Linked DNA regions of Mus musculus: all the other regions are linked to region 1. A link is a contact called in public promoter capture Hi-C data. All regions are on one chromosome and are shown on one strand. The core of a region is the stretch at or near the end of the contact, and the rest is flanking DNA. Distances in the headings are between cores, read along the strand shown. Region 1 overlaps Tmem26 (transmembrane protein 26). Region 2 has its middle 5.3 kb from the start of Gm40685. Region 3 has its middle 81 kb from the start of Rtkn2.

The links. Promoter capture Hi-C pulls out the DNA fragments that hold promoters and counts their contacts.
Region 2: a contact with region 1 is called in a promoter capture Hi-C map of liver, with 2.9 times the contacts expected there. The contact joins two enhancer-like sites. A contact is called at or near these places in 3 of 39 promoter capture datasets (embryonic stem cells and liver).
Region 3: a contact with region 1 is called in a promoter capture Hi-C map of liver, with 2.7 times the contacts expected there. The contact joins two enhancer-like sites. A contact is called at or near these places in 1 of 39 promoter capture datasets (liver) and 1 of 9 other capture datasets (liver).

What each region holds. Positions count from the first base shown.
Region 1 is chr10:68,734,662-68,738,893 of GRCm38.p6, reverse strand. The region is part of intron 1 of Tmem26 (transmembrane protein 26); the gene reads right to left. Among named protein-coding and RNA genes, the nearest start is that of Tmem26, 13 kb to the right of the region's middle. Within about 2 kb of position 1,378, at least 5 of the 459 cell types and tissues checked have an H3K27ac peak or open chromatin away from gene starts, as enhancers often do. A contact at or near this core is called in liver, where this site is marked.
Region 2 is chr10:69,304,431-69,309,088 of GRCm38.p6, reverse strand. No RefSeq gene overlaps it. Among named protein-coding and RNA genes, the nearest start is that of Gm40685, 5.3 kb to the left of the region's middle. Within about 2 kb of position 2,253, at least 45 of the 459 cell types and tissues checked have an H3K27ac peak or open chromatin away from gene starts, as enhancers often do. A contact at or near this core is called in liver, where this site is marked.
Region 3 is chr10:68,057,766-68,062,557 of GRCm38.p6, reverse strand. It overlaps a transcript of Rtkn2 not described here. Among named protein-coding and RNA genes, the nearest start is that of Rtkn2, 81 kb to the right of the region's middle. Within about 2 kb of position 1,462, at least 28 of the 459 cell types and tissues checked have an H3K27ac peak or open chromatin away from gene starts, as enhancers often do. A contact at or near this core is called in liver, where this site is marked.

The sequences.
Region 1 (4,232 bases), core at 129-2,628:
CCTCTGAATCAGCTCCTGCTTCCTGGCTTGCTTGAGTTCCAGTCCTGACTTCCTTTGGTGACGAACAGCAGTATGGATGTGTAAGCCAAATAAACCCTTTCCTCCTCAACTTGCTTCTTGGTCATGATGTTTGTGCAGGAATAGAAACCCTGACTAAGACACCAGGAAATAGACTCTTAGAGAGGAATTGTCTAATTGGGTTGCCTGTGGGCATGGGTGAGAGAGATTTTCTTGACTGAGATTGAGTTGGGCAGATTCAGTGTGTAGGTGGGTGGCACCATCCCCTATGCCTGCCCTCTGAACTGTGTAAGCAAGAAGACAGCTACGAATGAAGCATGCAAAATCCCAAGCATTTGTCCTCTCTGTGCTCTGGCTGTGCATATGAAACATCAAGTTCCTGCCTTGACTTCCACATAATAACAGACTGTGACCTGGGATCAGAAACCAAATGAAGCCTTTCTTCTCTAAGTTGCCTTTGCGCCAGGATGTTTTCTATCACAGGAAAGGAAATAAAACCAGTACAGTGGGCAATGGAAGTGAATCTAGATAATTTGAAATAATAAGTTGGGCACAGTGATGCACACCTGTAATCTCAGTACCCTGGAGGTTGAGATGCAGGAGGATTGCAATCGTGAGGCCAATTCGTGATGCATATTAAGACTTTTCTTTTTAAAACCAAACAAAGATGATGATGATAAATAATAATAAGAGACAAGTAAGGTTCTTTTTCAAGCTTATTTCTTCAAATTGTGTTTGGTTTTGGATTAAATTCTTTCTTGATAAGAGTATCTCAAAGTCAAATTATTAAGTTAATTCATTTTTAGTAAAAATGTTTTTAGTACTTATTTGTAGTTGCGAGATTAAACTTTACCCAAATGACATTATTATAAGGTAGAGAGATAAATAAATAAATAAATAAATAAATAAAGTAACAGGGGAAAAAGGAAAAATGGGTGAAGTTTTAAAAGGCTATTTAACCTTCGTTATTGTCTTTAATCTTCTGAGAAAAAGAAAGAAATAGAAAGGGCAAGAAAAACGTCTTTAAAAATCAATATTTAATATAGACACTCTTCTACTTTTGATTTCTTGCCAAAACCAATTTTGAAGCAAAAGGTTATGGGTCAAGATATTATTAAACTCTAACTTGGAAGATGTCTGAGCTGCAGAGAAATGTCAAAAACTCATGTCGGGCATGCTCTTAAAAGAAAGAAACCATCGACTCTTTGACCTTATGTATCACAGGAAACATGAGGAAGATTTGCTGAGAGACACGAGGAAGAACGTCAATTTTGGTCAGAGGGCAAGCTGCATATGTCAATTGCTTGTGTTTGGACATAGCGAATGTTGGCAAAACAAAAGTTTGTTAACCTCAAGTTAATCTCGAGCCTAACATCCCCAGTAATACTGTTAAAATAATAATCTGGGGGAGGTGCTAGGCACAGAACACAGTAGAACTCAAAGGAAGTTGAAAATAAACCAATGACCTTAATATCTCTGATGCGTTAGATCCATTTCTATAATTAGAAAAAGTATCATTATCCCTTTTCAGTGTATTCCCCTTAATTAGGAGATTAGCTCAGCAAACACACACACACACACACACACACACACACACACACACACACTCTTTCTCTCTCTCTCTCTCAACTCAATATTCAAGAATTTCTGTGTTAGGAAATATAGAAAGTCTAACCTCATTCACCCCATAGTCAGGGCTCCGGGACCTGTTTTTTTGTGCCTTACCCCTAGCACATCCTTTCAAGACCAGCAACTTCAGCCCCAACTTACTGTTTACCTAAAAACAAAGCAAAATAAAACCAAAGAAAATGTGGAATAGATTAGTGGTATAGCTCTTCTGGAGCCTTGGCTTCCAGCCCCAGTGCTGCTAAAGCAAAAACAGTTTTGGGGAATATTCCTTTCTTCAACCCTTCCTTCTTAGGACTCTGTGACACACAAGAAGGTGAGAAGAGAGACTCAGGTTGAGGAATAATTCACATTCTACTCTATGCACTGCCTCCCCTAACAAACTATGTCCCTTGTTCAGATCAGCATGCCTAATGTGGCTGAGCTTTGAAAAAAGGATGGCGAACACCTTTACACATGGGCATCTCCTTGCCCCCTAACAACCAAAGCCTTTTGGGGACACTCTTCTGTGCATGTCTGCCTATTTATATCCGACTTGTACGTTCAGGGCACAGCAGGCAGTGTTTGGAATCTGCATTGTCCATGAGACCCAAAGAATGCGGTGCTATTTTGTAATCACGTGGATGTTAGGTTGGCTTTCATAATATCAGCTTTCTGAAGGCAGACCACCTGTCTCCTGATCCCTGCCTTTCCCTGATTTTTAACATCCTCTTCTCCAAGACAGCACATTGTTACCTTGTTTAGTGCTCAGTTACTGTCTGTTCAGCAAATACTAAACTGATTAAATGCTCGTATTTGGGAATAAGGAATTACTGACTGAATAAAAATGATGAATCTACAAACATGCACACGGACCTTTTACTTATGGAAGTCTAGTTAATTCGAAAAATACTTTTTGAGCCCTGATCTTTAGAGAATTATTATTCAACATTTATTCTTTTTCAAAAAAGGTTAATTAATATATGTTTTTGTGCATGTGTGTATATGTGTGTTTGTATATGCACACCACATGTAAGCAGGTATCCACAAAGGCTAGAAAATGGCATCAGACCCCCTGGATCTGGAGTTAAAGTGGTTGTGAGCTGTGTAAAGTAGAAGTTAGGGACCAGAGCTGGATTCCCTGGAAGAGCAGCATGTGATCTTGACTCCCGAGCCCCCCTCCCCACAACTTCTCCAGTCCAATGACTCATTACCTCTAAGGCAGAATGGTCAGTAGCAGCGGTCACACTCGGAAGAGCTCAATTGCAATACTGCCTTCCTTTCCTAAATGTCTGTATATTACTTGCCTTTTGAGACATAAGACCAGTTCAGAGTGTTAGTAGAGCAATGTGACCCGTGTGACCAACATTTCAGAGTCTCAATTACAGAACTTCTGTCTTCCCCATCAGTTCTGTATGCAAATAAAACAGAAACCACTGGTCTGCTTGCATCAGAGGGTGCTGTTGCCACTGCTGAGAACACCACAACCCACAAGTGCTAGATTCTCACTTGACCTCTGCAAGGTGGAGAGCTGTGGGGATCACTTGCCTGCTGTCGGCTTTATGAGACAGCCTGCTCCCAACTCTGTGTACCTCTGGGCTGAGTTATGTTTCTTCCTCACTAAGCTTTTACCATATTCTTCAAGGGCCATGAAGACACTGGGAGATTCAGGCCTTCAGAAACATGTCTGCCTGTCTGGGATGTCCTCTGCCTCAATGGAGTCTGATTACGTCCTTCCCCTGGCTGTCGTCAACAAGATAAAGACTCCTCTACAAAACTTTCCCAGGTCACTTGAGTTGCAAGCCTTCCCATTATGCATTTTTTTTCTTCATATGCTTCAAAATTTATAATTACATGTGCATGTTAGTGTGTATTATGTGTTGGATATCATTGAGTTATGTACCTTCCTCCAAGTAATTCTCTATTTTAGTGCACACACAATTTTGACTCTCTGCCCCTAATTAAAGGGTGCCCTTTCCCCCTTAAGAGGGTGTGGCTCATATGGGCTCTCTACAAACAGTGATTTGATACAGATCCTGGTTTGATTAGAAATAGCATATTGAAATAAAACCATAAGTTAATAATTTTTATCAGAAATTTTATTTAGTGAAACTAATGTGTCTTTTTTCTGGGTTTTGTTTTTTGTTTTTTGTTTTTTTTGTTTTTGTTTTGTTTTGTTTTTTTGCTCTCACTCTGAGAAGATAGCCACAATATATTAATTTGGGAGACCAGAATATCTTTTAAGATGCTTTTATAATGTGTTTATTTGGTGTTTGTTGCATGCATGCATGGCACATATATTCATGCAGTCCAGATAATAACTCTCGGGAGTTGATACTCTCCCTTCATCATGTGGGTTCTGAGGATTGAACTCAGGTCCTCTGGCTTGGCAGCAAGCACCTTTATGCATTGAGCTACCTTGTCGTCCGAAATCTACAGTATTATGGATTTTATGTCATCAATACTATTTAGCTTGGAAACCAAGGAGGGTTTGAATCAATTCACATCAGTTTTCCTAAGAGCTACCAGATAATTTTGGCGTGTGTGTGTGTGTGTGTGTGTGTGTGTGTGTGTGTGTGTGTGTGTTTGCCTTGATGGCTTTGGGAATA
Region 2 (4,658 bases), core at 1,004-3,503, 570 kb before region 1:
GCTGAATCTCAAAGAGCCGTTATTGATCTTGGACAAGATAGAAGGCTTGGAAGGGTTTGGTTCCACTTGTTCAGCTTTGTCTTCAGCCTAGGGGCGATGCGCCTCATCTGTGCTTAAGATGTGTATAGACTGTCAGTGTAGAAATGGCTCCTAACCAACCCTTCTGGCTAGGCTGAGGGATGCCTTGTCAGAAGTAGCAAGGCTTGCAGGACCAGATCTGTAGCTGGAGTCAGGCTCAACACTGGATCCTCTGCGTATTTATTCCCTGACCCTTGCTCAGAAGAAGGTTGGTTTTCTAGTCCCATACTCTTTGATATTTAAAGTCAGGATGATCAACCTGCAGTATCTTCACTATCCGGTCCTGGAAGTTGTCTTCCTCTCCATCCCGGCCTTCCAAAATGTAGGTTTTAGTAGGTTCCAAATGTGGGCATGTGAGAAGCACTACCCTTCACGGGTGCCAAGCAGATCATTGAAATGAATGCTTGGGTGGTGAGTTCCGAGTATACCATAAATATTAACTCTATCCTCCACCAGAGAGGGCACTACATACACTTCTCTTGCCTTATCTGAATCAAAAACACCCTCTGGTATTCATGATGGTGACAGGCACCCTATCATGTAAGTTTTCACTCCATCTGGCCAGCTGGAAGGTCACTAGATGCTCTTTCTCAGGCTCAGTAGACACACAGGCATAGCCAACCTTTTGCTTCCACACCAGGACACTTTTGGTTACAAAGTTCACACTCAAGAACTATGGAGTTGGGGGCTGGAGAGATGGCTCAGTGGTTAAGAGCACTGATTGCTCTTCCGAAGGTCCTGAGTTCCAATCCCAGCAACCACATGGTGGCTCACAACCATCTGTAATGAGATCTGATGCCTTCTTCTGGTGTGTCTGAAGACAGCTTCCGTGTACTTACATATAATAAAAAAATTTAAAAAAAGAAGAACTATGCAATTGAGAAACTAGAAAAAGTTACACACACAAAAATTTCAATATTTTAAGTAACTTTTAAATGTTGCCTTGGACTGGGGATTGGACTTGTGTATTTTATTGCAAAACCCACCTCCTTTCCAGGACACCCCACATGTTTTTGAGTAAATAAAGTCCCTGGGGAGAGGCACTCATTGCAGAGGCTTCAAGGCCTAAACAGATTCCATTTCTGACCCACAGTGAGTATTTCCAGAGTTGGGAGCTGACCAGAGCAGACTTGACCAATAGTCTGTGGAGTGTTACTCCCCAGTGTTGGGAGCTGATGGTCTTCTGGGAATGTGTGGAAGAGTGTCTCCATTTGCTATGGGTTCCTCTCGAAACTCATCTTGGAACATCTTTTTGTTGTTGTTGTTTCTTTTGTTTTTGTTTTTTTCCCAGACAGGGTTTCTCTGTGTAGCCCTGGCTGTCCTGGAACTCACTCTGTAGACCAGGCTGGCCTCAAACTCAGAAATCCACCTGCCTCTGCCTTCCAAATGCTGGGAATAAAGGTGTGTGCTACCACTGCTCGGTTATGGAATGTCTTGCTTTCCAAGGAAACATAGCAGGGGGACCCAGTATCCCGCACTCCCTAGCCCCGTGTGATGCCCAAACCAGGGCAGACTCCTCAGTAAATAAACAGAAGCGCTCAGGCATGCAAGCCAGTGGCATCAAAGCTGCAGTGCACCGAGAACACTGGAATGAACATCAGAGAGTGCAGACAACCCTGGAAAAAGCTTTCCCTCTTGTGATTCCCAAGAAGGCAAGGCGACTCTGGCAGATCTGCTCTCATACCAGCAGGGGGCGACAAGGACTCCACAGACACCAAGGGAGTCCTTGAGTGTGGCTTCTCAGGGGACAGTGATCTCAGCTAGCCAAGGGGCTTGCAGGGAGAAGGACCTTCAGGATTACTTAAGGAGGGACTTTCCTGCAGGTAGATTACTTGTGTAAACAGTTTTTCTTAAAAAGAAAATACCACAGACTCCTGGGCCGCCCCTTCTCGTCAATGATTCTGACTTGGGGAATCTGTAGTTTTCAACATTCCTTGGGTGACTCTAATTTTGAAAGGTTTAGAGGGAGTGACATCTTGCTTCCTCAGAAACGATCAGAAACGAGGACAGAGGCTGTGACCTTTAGTGACCATTTTTTGGAAGACTCAAAGTCATCACGGTCTGGCTTTCATAGCTTACTTCCCAGTAGTCCCTAGGGACAGGGATAGTGTGATGCCTGGGGCCGTGACTGGACCTTCTTTCTGCCCCTAGTAAGGCAGGGTTCGAACGCCCCTGACTAACATCCCACAGACCTAGTCGAGCTGCTTATCCATCTCAACTGGGAGCCTGGGTTATCTCACTCTATGCTACATGCTTTGATGACCTCATAATTCACACAGCGTGGTTTTGGGTGGAAATGAGACCAGCTTCTCTCTTGCTCATTGTGCCTGGAGCCTGGGACCGTTATACAAAGCCAAATCCAAGTGTCTTTGGGTGAAGGAAACTGACTCAGCCCAGGAGAGATGCTCTGTAAGAGGTGGTATCAAACGAACTCTACTACATTTTATCCAGGGAAGATACAGGTCTCTGAAGCTGGGCTCCATGCTGCATTGCTGTGAGGCCTCTTTCTGAACTCGGTGTACCAAACTGCACCCAAAACAGAGAAGCCAGGCCCCACTTAGCTCACATTTTCTTTTTACTACTGGTGCCTGCGGGCTCTGTGGCGCCGCCTCGTGGCTGGAGGGTATAATAGCACGATCGGACCTTCGGCTTAAACTGCTTATTCGGATATCATGAGCACACATCTTGTCTACGTTTCCCTATTTGTTTCTGTGTCCCAGGCCGAAAAGCTGTGAGCAACCAGATTTACAGGCTCAGGATTGTATCCGGGAGGAGGAGCCTGAGTAACTTTCTCCCACCCTCGGTCACCGTGATGGACGGCTTTGATCTCTCTGCCTCTGATCCTGATCTCTGAGCCCCCAGCCTGTTCTGTGTCCTACAGGCTCAAATTGATAACCCAAGTGAGTGGCGGGTTCCAGGATGAAGGTCCCTTCCGCTATTCTAATTTTTGCATTTACAACCCAGACACTGGAGGGCAAGGCAGGAGGTTTTCTGTAGTTAACCTCTTTCAAACAGCCTTCAAAATGGGTGAGTAAAGAAATATCCAACACCAACTGGCGTGTGGGAACTCTCCAAATCTGCCAAGCCCATGTGGGCCTGACTTAAGGCTCATCTCCTGGTAACTGCAGATGCAGTGAACTTTGGATGACTCCAGAATCCCATCCCGGGTTAAACTTTAGCCAGCCGTCAGGGTGGTAATTCGATGCACCCTCTGTTAAAAGGACCCTGAAACCTAACGCAGAGCCTCTGCGTACAGCGATAAGAGGCTTTGGAGGTGAGAGGGAAGGCATGTAGGCAAAGGATTCCAGTTGACAAGAGGAGTGCTTATCAGTAAGGAGAAGGGCACCAGGGTAGATTGCACTCAGAAATACCTGAAATTGTGTGACACAAGCCAAAGAAACTAGCCTTGAACTCAGAAGCCCTGAGCTGGCTCTGTCTAGCCTGGGGGTGGGGGAGGGGAAGTCTATATTTTATATGGATCTTGGGATCCTTGGAAGTCAATGCAGGGGGCACGTGGTGGTGGTGGTGGGGACAAGTCCCTAAGTTAGTTCAGGGCCCCACCTTGATACTAATCCTTTGAGTTAGAGAGTCTCCCTGGGTCTGCTCTCTCTAACACAAAGCTTGAGAGTGAGTTTTAGTTTTTAGACAGACTTGATTTCTAATCCTAACTCAGCCACTTTCTGTCTTAGTTAGGATTTTACAGCTGTGACCAGACACTATGACCGAGGTAATGCTTATAAAAACAACATTTACTTGGGGCTGGCTTACAGGTTCAGAGGTTCAGTTTATTATCATCCAGGCAGGCATGGTACAGGAGGAGCTGAGAGTTCTATTCTACATCTTCATCTGCAGGTTGCTAGGAGAATACTGGCTTTCAGGCAGCTAGGATGAGGGTCTTAAAGCCCATGCCCACAGAGATACACTTCCACCAACAGGCCACGCCCATTTCATCAGGCTACACCCACTCCAACAAGGCCACACCTCCAAACAGTGCCCCTCCTTGGGCCAAGCCTAGTCAAACCACTACACTTACTAATGCATGGGCCTTGCCTGTTATTTTACTCATTGTGATTCAGTACGGGACTCAAGTCAAGGGACAAAGGACTTGCTTTTTTCATGGGTTCCGGGGTCAAGCCCATGGTAGCTTGATCTCTTGGGCTCTGTAGAGCATCCTGATGGTAGGAGCCTGAGGTGATGGATAGCAAGCAAGGAGAATGTGTGCAGGCCCCAAGGCCATGCCCCTAGTGACTTACTTCTGCCTGACCCTCAGTTCTTTTCACACATCTCAACATTACCTCCAAACATCCGGGATCAATCCATTCTCTAGTCCAGAGCCCTCAGGACCCCTCTCGGACACCCCCAGAAGTGTGCTTCATTAACCCCCAGGTGGTTCTGTTGCTTGAGCCAATCAATTTGACGATCAAAATCACCCAGTGTTCTTGGGTAATTACCCACAGTGCTAGTATGAAGGTATTCCAGGTAGGAGGGCTGTCAGGACAGTTCTGGACTCTTGGAAAGAGAGGAACAAAGGATGCTTTGTGCTAGGGGAATGGCTAAGAGTCAGCTTGCTACCCCCCCCC
Region 3 (4,792 bases), core at 213-2,712, 680 kb after region 1:
GGTGGGGGTGGGGGTGGGGGACAAAGCATGCCTTGGACTCAGTCTAAAGGTAAGCTGGGGGCTCAGCATCGCAGGGTTCCTGCCTGGCCCTCAGTGTCCCACTTCTGTTTGAAGTTATTTTGCTGGAAGCCATTGGCCACAATATAGGTCAAGTCCACCATCACAAAAATGGCCGCTGCCACCTACCTCCTCACTTAACGTATTTGACCCAACTCAACAGTGCCTAAGCCAAGGAACCAATACAGGGGTCCGTCCTTTTCAGGGCTCCTACCTTTTTGCTAAACACCATGACCAAAGCTTGTTCCTCATGGCTTGCTCACTTTGCTTTCTTATACATCCCAGGAGAAGTGGGCTGAGCCCATTCTCGTCAAACATCAACCAAAAAAGGTACCCAAAGGCTTGTCTACATGCAATCTGATGGGGACAGAGACATTTTCTGAGCTGAGTTCTCTCTTCTCAGATGACTCTAGCTTGTGTCAAGTTGACAAAAAGCAAGCAAGCAAACAAACACCTAACCAGCATAGTTCAGCATCCTTGGTTGTTTGTGTTGTGAGGCAGGGTCTCACCCTTTCACCCAGAGTGACCTAAAAACTCACAGTGTAGCCCAGGCTGGCCCCAGATTCAGCAACTTCCTCTGAAGACCCCAAAATGTCCCATGTTCTTCTAAATACTCCTGAAATGACGTCTTGGGTCTGCATGCTCCCTGTTCCCTTTCTGCATTCATTCATTCATTCATTCATTCATTCATTTATTCATTCCTCTTAAGACAATTTTGTGGTTTGTTTTTAAATGAGCTAGGAACTATTTTCAGTTTAGAAAAACTAGCCAGAGAATCAATCTTGACTCAGTTGCTAGGATACTACGTCTTTGGAGCAGAAGTAAAGAATCAATTTCCCTGCGCCTTAAAGAACATGTATTTAAGTAAATTACTTCCCTAGAAATATTGATTCATTTCAAAAAAGCATTAAATAATACGGAAACAAGAGGATTTTTTTTCTGTGAAAGCTAAATCTCCACATTGAAGCGGATGTACACTTAAATAAAATATATTCACAAGGATAATCCCGACCTCGCTCTAGAGAGAACATAAACATTAATGAAGTGACAGAACTAGTCACGTAGGGGGAGTGCTTGCAGGCCGCTGCATAAATAATGACCACCAAATTGCCTGAGTGGTTTTATGTGTGAAATGGCTTTGTGAATTTTCCAAAGAACTCAGTCCTAGGATTACGAGGTGCAAGGCTGAATTTGTTCTAACAAATGAAGTATTCTTAAGACATATTCTAATGGAGACATCACGACTAAACACACATTATCTTCCAAACTGTGCTTTAAAAATGTTTCAGCTTCTTAGTGGGCTCCGTGTACTGGGAAGAGCGGCGAAGGCCGGCAACTGGCCTCTCAGGCACCCTCGGACATCACCAAGTCCTGCTCCAGGGAGTCAAGCCAGCCAGCCTGCAGAATGTTTCAGCAGGAACTTTTGGCTGCTTTAAGCGCCTAGAACAAATGTTTGTTTGCTCCAGTACGGGGAATCAAATGCCTTTGTGTGAAAACATTTGCTCGAGAAGCAAATGTTTGTTTTCATAATCGACATTTGGACTGTTGGAACATTACCACTTCAGATATTGGTTGGAGAAATATACATTTAATACGAGAAACCAGACTAGGATCGGACACCAGTTGGGACACAGATGAAGGCGGCAAGAGAATGAGGTAGAAACTGGACCCTGTCAGGACTAAGGAGGAAAGCTGGGCCTTGCTTTCCGTGTTTCTGCTTGTTTCCCAGCAACGATATAAACGAAGAATGATTTATTTCTGTCTAGAAGCATATGACTTATAAATTATCAAGGACAGAAGCAAGAGTGTATTTATCTAGTATTAATATTTAAATGCCATTTTCCTATTGAATGTACCTCGTGCTCTGTATTAATCTGTTACATCAGATTTAGTACAGATTCATGTTGCCTAAATGGAGGATTTTTTTTTTCTCTAGGCTCACGTTTGATTATCTGTGCTTGGTAGTGGGAGGACAGATACTCCCCAAACAGCAGGAGATGCAGAAATAAGCCCTGGCTTTTGAGTGCATTAAATTTTTTAGCAGCAGAGAGAAACTAATTACATTTTAAGGGAGAGAGATATTTGCAAGCGTGACAAGAGTCATTTATATATTAAATATATTATATTTGGCCACAGTTAATCCATAAATAGAAAGCACAATTACACTGAGTTTGAGGATGAAGACAAGAACAAAACATCTTTTAAATTAAAACAGTCTTTTTTCCACGTACAGTTTGAATATTTTTAGTTTGATAAAAAACCATGAGTACATGCAAATGTATTGGCTTTTATGGTGTCAGACTGGAGTTTTTCGTTGATATGAAAAGAAATTGTACCATCCAGGTTCATCAGAACATTTATGAGCTGAAATGTGGAATCAGATTACTATATACTTTAAAATACAATAAAATTATAGTTCAAATTTCTTTGCTGCTAGCCTTAGGCCTATTTGATCTTCAGCTGATGTGTATATTATATTATGTGCTGCAATAGAAAAGCAAGCCAGTGTCGGTTTAGAAATGCCAAATGGAAGAATTATTCATTAGAACTTCAAGGAACAGACTTTGTATCTAAAAATCCACCCATTACTAACTGTTTCCATTTGTAAATTTCATGAGCAAGATAAGTGATATAATGCATGTATATTTGAAGTGCTGTGAGCTTCCAGAACTCAATAACTCAAAGTATTACAGTAAATTCCCATTTCTCCTGAATCCAAACTACCAGGGAGCAGAAATAATGAGAAATTTTTTTTTTTTTGGTGCGATTTATAAAATGGTAATGTCCCTGGAGGATTACAAGATCCTAAATTCTTTTGAACAGTCACAGAAAGATTAAATTTTGTTCAGCATAATTTTGTGGTAGGAATGTTTGATAGTATTGTAATTCTTTGAAGATAGTAATTAATCTGTGTGTAGCCCATGGTGATTCTTCTTGTTCAGCCTCAATGTAGATACAGCATCTTGCATTTTCCGGAAACATGGGTTTTATATTTCTAGTTTAATACAACCCTAAAGTGTAGAGCACAGAATAAACCTTACTTACTGCGTTTGATAATGGGCTGTATGGACCCCACTTCAGTGGCAACTGATGACTCCGAATGGTTGCTGTAGAGGATTCCGATGGAAACTCACCCTAGCCCATAGTACCAGGCCGTCTCTTAGAACTCACATTTGAGCTGGGCACCTATTCGAGTCAAGGATGTAAGATCTCTGGGATGTTCGAGGTGTGTGTTTTCTCTCTGCCCCTTGGGGCTCTCCCTTAGCATATCTGCTTTCTTCTCTTCTCATCTGAAAACCAGCATGTACTCCTTGCTCTTTCTGGTAAGTGGGATGCTGGGCCCTGTCTGACACACATGGGGCGATAGCAATCTTCCTTCCTTCAGCCCTATTTGAATTGAAAGAAGAAACTAGGTAAGCCTCAGTGGAGGCAAAACACACTTCCCAAACTCCATCTACCCTTTGGCCCCTCAACACACCCATCTAAGAAGAAGCAAAGGATCATGGTCTAGGAAAATAACAACTGCCATGGACAGAAGGGCTGAGAGTCATCAGGGAGGCAGACTCAGGGTGTCTGGGAAATGAGAATCAACAGCTCCTTAAACACACTGTTCTCAGGATCCCTTTGAGGGGCCCCCAGGAGACATTTGTTCATTTGCTGTATAGCTGTCAACAATCTACTGTACTAGAAACTGAAACAGAGAGATCTCAATTTAATTTTTTAATTCATTAAAAAATGTAAAAAAAAAAAAACCCAAAAAACAAAAACAAAAAACCACAACTCCCCTTGGGACTGGAGAGATGGCTCAACAGTTAGGAGCTTATACTGTTTTTGCAAAGGATCTGAATTTAGTCTCCAGCACCCTTTTCAGGCAGTTCACAACCCCTTATAACTCCAGAAGAGATCTGGTGCCCCTTCTGGGCTCCATGGGAACTGCACCCATGTGCACATACCCATACACGGACAAACAGGTATTTAAAAATAAAACAAATCTTAAAAAAGTATAAAACCCCAAAACCTTAGGTATGCTAATATGTCTTAAGATTAAAATAAAATTCCAGAACAATGAATTAGAAATATGTGAGAAGAGTAACATCATTTTATGTCTGTATTTTACAAATCTCTTTAACATATGGCTTGATTAAAACTAAACTAACAGGCAGATACTCAGTGTCTGACTTTGCCCTTAATCTGTTGTGTTAAGCTGACTTGGCTGAAGTACATGTATAACAAAGGCCTTACCCAGCTTAATAAGGGAGAAGGTTCTTTAACAGCATTGTCTTGTGACATGACCATTGCTTCTGGTCACATTTCAAAAGCTGACAAGGCATAGTTGTTGCCGTACAGTCATGTTCATGAACACTTTGTACTGTTACAATAGTATCCAAGACTCCCCCTTGAACTTTTGCATCATGTAGGATTTTGTAACTTCATGTACCCACAATCTGGAGTATGTGATTGGCTGACCCAGGTTTTGCAAATATTGGAACATTTCGTCACACAATACAAAGAATCACATTTTGCAATATCACTGCCATTCACTGGAAGAATTGTAAACACCCGGAAGCCTTCCATGCCAGGTGACAGAGCAGGCTTTCCAAACTTCTCCTTTTCCCTGGAAGGAAAAAAAAAGGGGTGTTGCTATTTACCTACTAGCAACAAAGACTCTCAGCTGTGTGTCTCACCCTGACAGGTTGCCTGGGTTCAATTTTGGGAAAACTGGAGGCTAAACCTC